2 separate regions of the Drosophila melanogaster genome follow, and region 2 is linked to region 1. The links are chromatin contacts, called in public Hi-C maps. All regions are on one chromosome and are shown on one strand. Each heading gives the region's core, a stretch centred on a gene start, on an enhancer-like site or on the middle of the called end of the contact. The rest is flanking DNA. Distances are from core to core; before and after follow the strand shown. Region 1 holds the start of beta-Spec (beta Spectrin). Region 2 holds the start of CG6769.

What was found. A called contact is a pair of places that touch in the nucleus more often than the background predicts.
Region 2: a contact with region 1 is called in a Hi-C map of the Kc167 cell line, with 2.4 times the contacts expected there. The contact joins the promoter of CG6769 here to the promoter of beta-Spec in region 1. A contact is called at or near these places in 13 of 107 Hi-C or Micro-C datasets (the D17-c3 cell line, the Kc167 cell line, the OSC cell line and 5 more) and 1 of 6 datasets of contacts at active chromatin or transcription factors (the Kc167 cell line).

Annotation. Positions count from the first base shown.
Region 1 is chrX:17,656,080-17,658,779 of dm6, reverse strand. It overlaps beta-Spec (beta Spectrin), which reads right to left and starts at 1,408. Exons shown (of 7, transcript NM_078664.3): 1 at 1,243-1,408. IntS2 (Integrator 2) reads left to right here and starts at 1,962. Exons shown (of 3, transcript NM_133004.2): 1 at 1,962-2,700. The coding sequence starts at 2,182.
Region 2 is chrX:17,859,712-17,862,411 of dm6, reverse strand. It overlaps CG6769, which reads right to left and starts at 1,410. Exons shown (of 3, transcript NM_001272734.1): 1 at 733-1,410; 2 at 212-574; 3 at 1-138. The coding sequence starts at 1,248. It overlaps Arp8 (Actin-related protein 8), which reads left to right and starts at 1,612. Exons shown (of 3, transcript NM_133023.4): 1 at 1,612-1,690; 2 at 1,759-2,344; 3 at 2,410-2,700. The coding sequence starts at 1,686.

The DNA.
Region 1 (2,700 bases), core at 159-2,658:
AATTAAACAGGCCAAGAGTTCAACTTTGGAAACTTGGAAATGAAACCACCACCAAAGCTGAGGCTTTGCTAAGGAAAAACCAGTTTTCCCTGCCATTTATGAGCAAGTTAATGAGTTTTCGGCGATCAATTGATTGAATGCCTGTATGTTTGTAGGTTTGTGTGCGGGTGTGTGTGTTGTGTTTACAACTGTACGTGTGTGATTTGTCATAAACAACAACAATGCAACAACATCAGCGACAAGGTGAAGCACAAACAAACACATAAGCAAACAAACATTGGGCAAGTGCAGCTCAGTATATTTATATCTTTTAACTCGTAACTTCGAAATGAAACTTCAACTCGTGACCTCAGAGGGCCGGGTGGGTGAGAAGAGCGGGGTGCAAGGGAAATGGGAAATGGGGAGTGTGTGTTATTTTTAGCCGATGTGTTGGTGAGCACGTAACTGTATTTCAGCCAAGTGCATAGGCGTATGCGTATCTACGGGGAAGAAAAAAGAGCGCACCGCTTGTATTTCATAAAACTCACAAGCACACGGAACCTCAACGTATGATACACATGTATATATATATATATATCTCCGATTAGGCGATAGCCGTGTTCTTCGCTTTTTATCACCAACGGAACGAACAACTGACGCAAACGTTACTTAAGGCTTGCGCTTCTTCTTCTTGCACAGCAACATGTCATTCATGCGTTTAATTCACAGCTCTAGAGTTTCGGTCCTGCCATTCAGGCACATTTACACCAAGTAATTTAAAAAATAAAAAAAAAAATGCGAACTACACTCGTCCAATTCGATTACTCGAACAAACATACACACACACTCACGCACGCTACGCGCTCTCAACGAAAACCGAATGATGTCATCATCGGTGGCAGAGACAGCGACGCCGGCAGCGACGGCGACAGCGTCGAAATATATGAGTTAGCAGGCAATTTTAATCGATGATGTTTTTATTATGTACGTAGAAATGTATGCGAGAAATCACTTGCTTTTCATATTTTAGCACACTTCTAATTCTCAAACCAAAAACACACACACAGGCACACCAAGAGTAAGAGTCGCTCACACATTCGTTAGATACTTTTTGCTCTCTTTTGCCACTTCTGCCTTTTATTGGTGGCTCCTTTTTCGTGGCCTATTCACTTGGGCGTTGGTCTATTTCACATTTTCCCCGTTCGACCGCTTGCGTTTCGAATTTCGCGCCGTTTTTACTGCACTGCGGCGACTTTCACTTACCTACTCGATAATTTTGCAGCTCCGCTCGCCCTAATTGATTCATAAAACACAGTTAATTTCATAGATTTAGCACGTTCAACTAAAAATCTTCGGTCTGGCGGATGAACTTCACTTGGCGAGAATGGAAAAAATGTATGTATTCAAAACATCGCGTTGCGAACGAGTGAACGAAGTGAACCAGCGCGAGAAGGCGCTAAAAAACGCCTACTGCGCAGTGTGGCCGTGCCACATGATCTGGCTATAAATTAGCCAAAACGGTGGAACTTAAGATTTTTATATATTATTTAACTTAAATATTCCTTCATATTTGTATAACCTAATATTACATAAACAATTGTTTACGCCACATGTACTCTATTACTTCGAGCTATTTAAATAATATTAATTAAATTTTTATCAGAACCAAAATGTTCTTATTTTCCTAAGATTTTCGTTACAGAAATGCTTATATACAAACATAACTTATTTATATTTAACTTTTTTTAATATGTTGGCTTTTTGGGAGAATATAAGCCTTATTGCTAATAATAACAGTAAAGATTTTACTAACTTAATAGTACTAATAGTTGTTAGCCTCTTGCAATAATTGTTAATATTTTTCTTTAGCTGCGCATCTCTTTGTTAACCTTCACCTATGAGAGCAGTATAGTATTTTTATAATAATAAAATAATAAAATGTAGTAATTGCTGGTATATTTGCAGCCTCTCCAACTGGCCACACTGACGTGTGTTGATTTTTTGGATGCGGATCGCAGTGGATTCTCGGATTCTCCGGCATTCCCTGCCCCAACTACAGATCGCCGAGATTAAAGCAGACCCGCGCCGGCATCTCCAGCACGGACACCCCGCCGGCCAGGCCAATAGAGCGGGACAACCGAGCACACGAGCATTGCCGGGTGCAACAAGTTGGAACGCAACGACAACGACGACGAGGACAAAATGCCGGTGAGGATGTACGATGTATCGCCGCGCGTTTTCTGCGCCATGCAGAATCTGGACATCACCCTGCTGGCCAGCTATCCGGAGGCGGAGATTCGGCCCGTGCTGCCCTCGCTGGTGCGGATGAGCCTGCTATCGCCACTGGACAACACCGAATCGTCGATGGAGTCGCGCAAAGAGATCCTGGCCGTGCTCATCGGCATCGAGGTGGTGAACAGCATCGTCTCCTACCTGCAAGTCAACTACCATGAGCTGGAGAATGAGCTGAAGAAGGAGCTGCAGGCCCGCCAGAAGTCGGCCTTCTTCGAGGGACAGCAACACGAGTACGGCCTCCAGTCGGGCATCGCACTGGGCTTTGAGCGGGCGGATGTGGCGCGCAAGGTGCGCGTGGTGCTCTCCGAGATCTTCAATCTGCAGCAGCAGGTCTCCGAGCAGAAACCGGCCGCCCATTCGGAGATGCTGGACGACGGCATCTATCTGGAGGAGGTGGTCGACATTCTGTGCATTGCTCTCGCCGAG
Region 2 (2,700 bases), core at 161-2,660, 200 kb before region 1:
TTCCGGACGAAGACGCTGCTTGTAGTAGCGAAGCAGGGAGCGATGACCAATGACCGCGCCTGAGGGCAGCACCAGCTGATACTCATCGCCATCGAGCAGATCCGGCACCACCTCTTCGTCAATGTCCATGCCCTCATTCTGTGCGGGTTAAAAGGTTTTCCAAGATTCAGTCAGCATAAATGGAGGTTTGCTTGTGCTATGTGATACTCACATTGTCCGGATAACTGCTGCTGTAGTCGTAGTATTCGGCATACTCGGCCAGCGCCACACCCTCGTGCAGCATCTGGCAGTGGCCCTTGTCGATCATGTGTTTGCGCACGGCGTCCAGGGAATAGAAGGTCTTGCCGCGATCGTTGCAGAACAGGCAGATGAAGTAGTTGGCCACCTTCTCGCCCAGGTAGTACAGAAGGCCCTCGATGTCCGTGCAGTACTCGGTGTCCGGAATGAAGAACGAGTGCGCCACGGACATGTGCTTTAGGTTCTCCACCAGATCCTCGCTGGCATGTGTGCAGAACAGGCAGTCGCGCTCGGTCAGCGGATTCTCGGGTATCTTGTCCCACTCATCGGAATCCACCTGCAAAAAATCAAGTTGTTCTTTATAAGAAGCTGTATACGTTGTAAAGGTGCATATCTTAACCAGGCATAGAATCTCCAAGGAAATCATTCTCAAGGTAACCCTTCTATGAGCAAGGAAAAGTCTAATGCGAGCTCTATCTGCATAGCGCTTCCTACCTCCTCCTCTTCAATGTCCTCGAAATCATCGTCGTCCTCGTCGACCATCTCCTCGTCGTTATTGGCCTTGACCACCCGCTCCGCGAAGGCCAGTCGACCCTTGCCAGCGGCTGCGGCGGCCAGGGCCGGATGGGGCCGCTGCTCCACGACGCTGCGCGTGCACACGGATGTGGCGGTGCTGGCGCTGCCGCCGCTAGCTGTCATCTGCTCGCGCTCGAAGCGGGCCAGCAGCTCCTTGTGCTTGCGGCTGTTCAGGTGGTTGTCGTGCGCCTTCTGGCTGGCGAATTGGCGTCTGCAGGCGTGGCAGTAGACACTTAGGTTCTGCTCCTCGAGTGCCGCGTCCGTGGCGCTGCGGGCGCTAAGAACGCGCTGCTGGAACTCCTCGGCCGTAACGGGCGGCAGCTGGGCCACCCTGCGCTTCAGATTGTAGCGATGCCAGTCGGTCTTGTAGTGATTCCGCTGCACATCCGCGCTGGCGAAGCGGGCATCGCAGTTCAGGCAGGTGAAGTGCGACATTGTGGCGCTGAGTGGATTCGATGATCGCTTGACTGGCACTCTCGTTTTCGTTGGCACTCTGGAATGGCGTATTTCACAATGGAAAGTAAGGCTGCTCAATTTAATGGTGATGATTAAAAAACAAAACCACGTTCTTGACAGTGTGACCAGACGGCACTCACGTCGGCACCATCCACACACAATATACTAAACAAAGAATTTGTTATATGTTATATATATGAGTGCTTTGAATTTCAACAATGAATTAATAGTAATTAATGAAAAATGAGTTTTGTAAATCAGCCCTATTTTTTTATTACTTTAACTTTCTGTTTTTCCTGTGTTCCTGTTTTATAAATGTTCTCATTTGCGCACCACGGTCACATTGGCTTTGTTGCCATTTGTTGTTGCCTCCGATTTCCGCATTTTCAAAGGATCCGGATTTCGGAAAGCAAACGATGCAGTAAGTGAATAAGTAAGTGGTATGTGAAGCAACTAATTTTGCAACTTGGCTACTCTCCCTTCGTCCAGACGATCCCGAGCCAGCAGCACCAGCAGTGGCCGGCATCCGGCGCCGCCGCCAATTGGGCTGCCCCAGCCGCAGGCGCAGCCACTGGAGGCGCCAAAGATTATCGTCATCCATCCTGGATCGCAGCACTTGAGGATCGGCAGGGCGGCCGACCTTAATCCGCTGACCCTGCTGCACGCGGTGGCCTACAGGAGGCGTCCGGGGGCCAGCGATAGGCCGCATCATGATCCGCTGCTGCCGCCGCTGGACAACGTCAACTCAAACTCCGGCCTGATGGTGGAGTTCGAGGAGCAGCGCCTGGTGGTGTCGCGCATTCTGCAGCACTGCGTCGTCGATAACAAAAACCGGTTGCGGGTGGCCACTCCGCCGCAGCAACTGGCCCACTTCAACCGGAGCAGTCAGGCGGAGAAGGTGCCGGCGCCCAGTGGCCAGATGGCGGACGAGCCCTGGCTGGATCGCGAGGCACCCGTGCTGTTCGACGACCGTATCCTGCGACTCGGTGCTGTGGATGCCCGCAACTACGACATCCATTTTCCCATTCAAAGGGGCGAGCTGAATGTGCACAACGAGAAGGGCGGCTCGCTACAAGTGTGTGCTGCGTTGTTCCTCGTAGTTTCCAAACTAAACTGATGAAGCTGTTTTTTTTTTTTCAGGCCAGCATGCAGCACTTGGAACGAATCTGGTCGTACGCCCTGGAAGAGCGTCTGAAGATCCCGCTGCGTAAACTGGGCACCCACTGCGCCGTCTTGGTGGTCAACGATGTCTATGTGCGGCGGCATCTGCGCGAGTTCGTGACCCTGCTGCTGAGGCGTTTGGGCTTTCGGCGCTGCTTCCTCGTCCAGGACAGCGTCGCCTCCACCTTTGGCGCCGGCATTGGGTACGGCTGTGTGGTGGACATTGGCGCCCAAAAGACCTCCATAGCCTGCATCGAGGACGGAATTTCG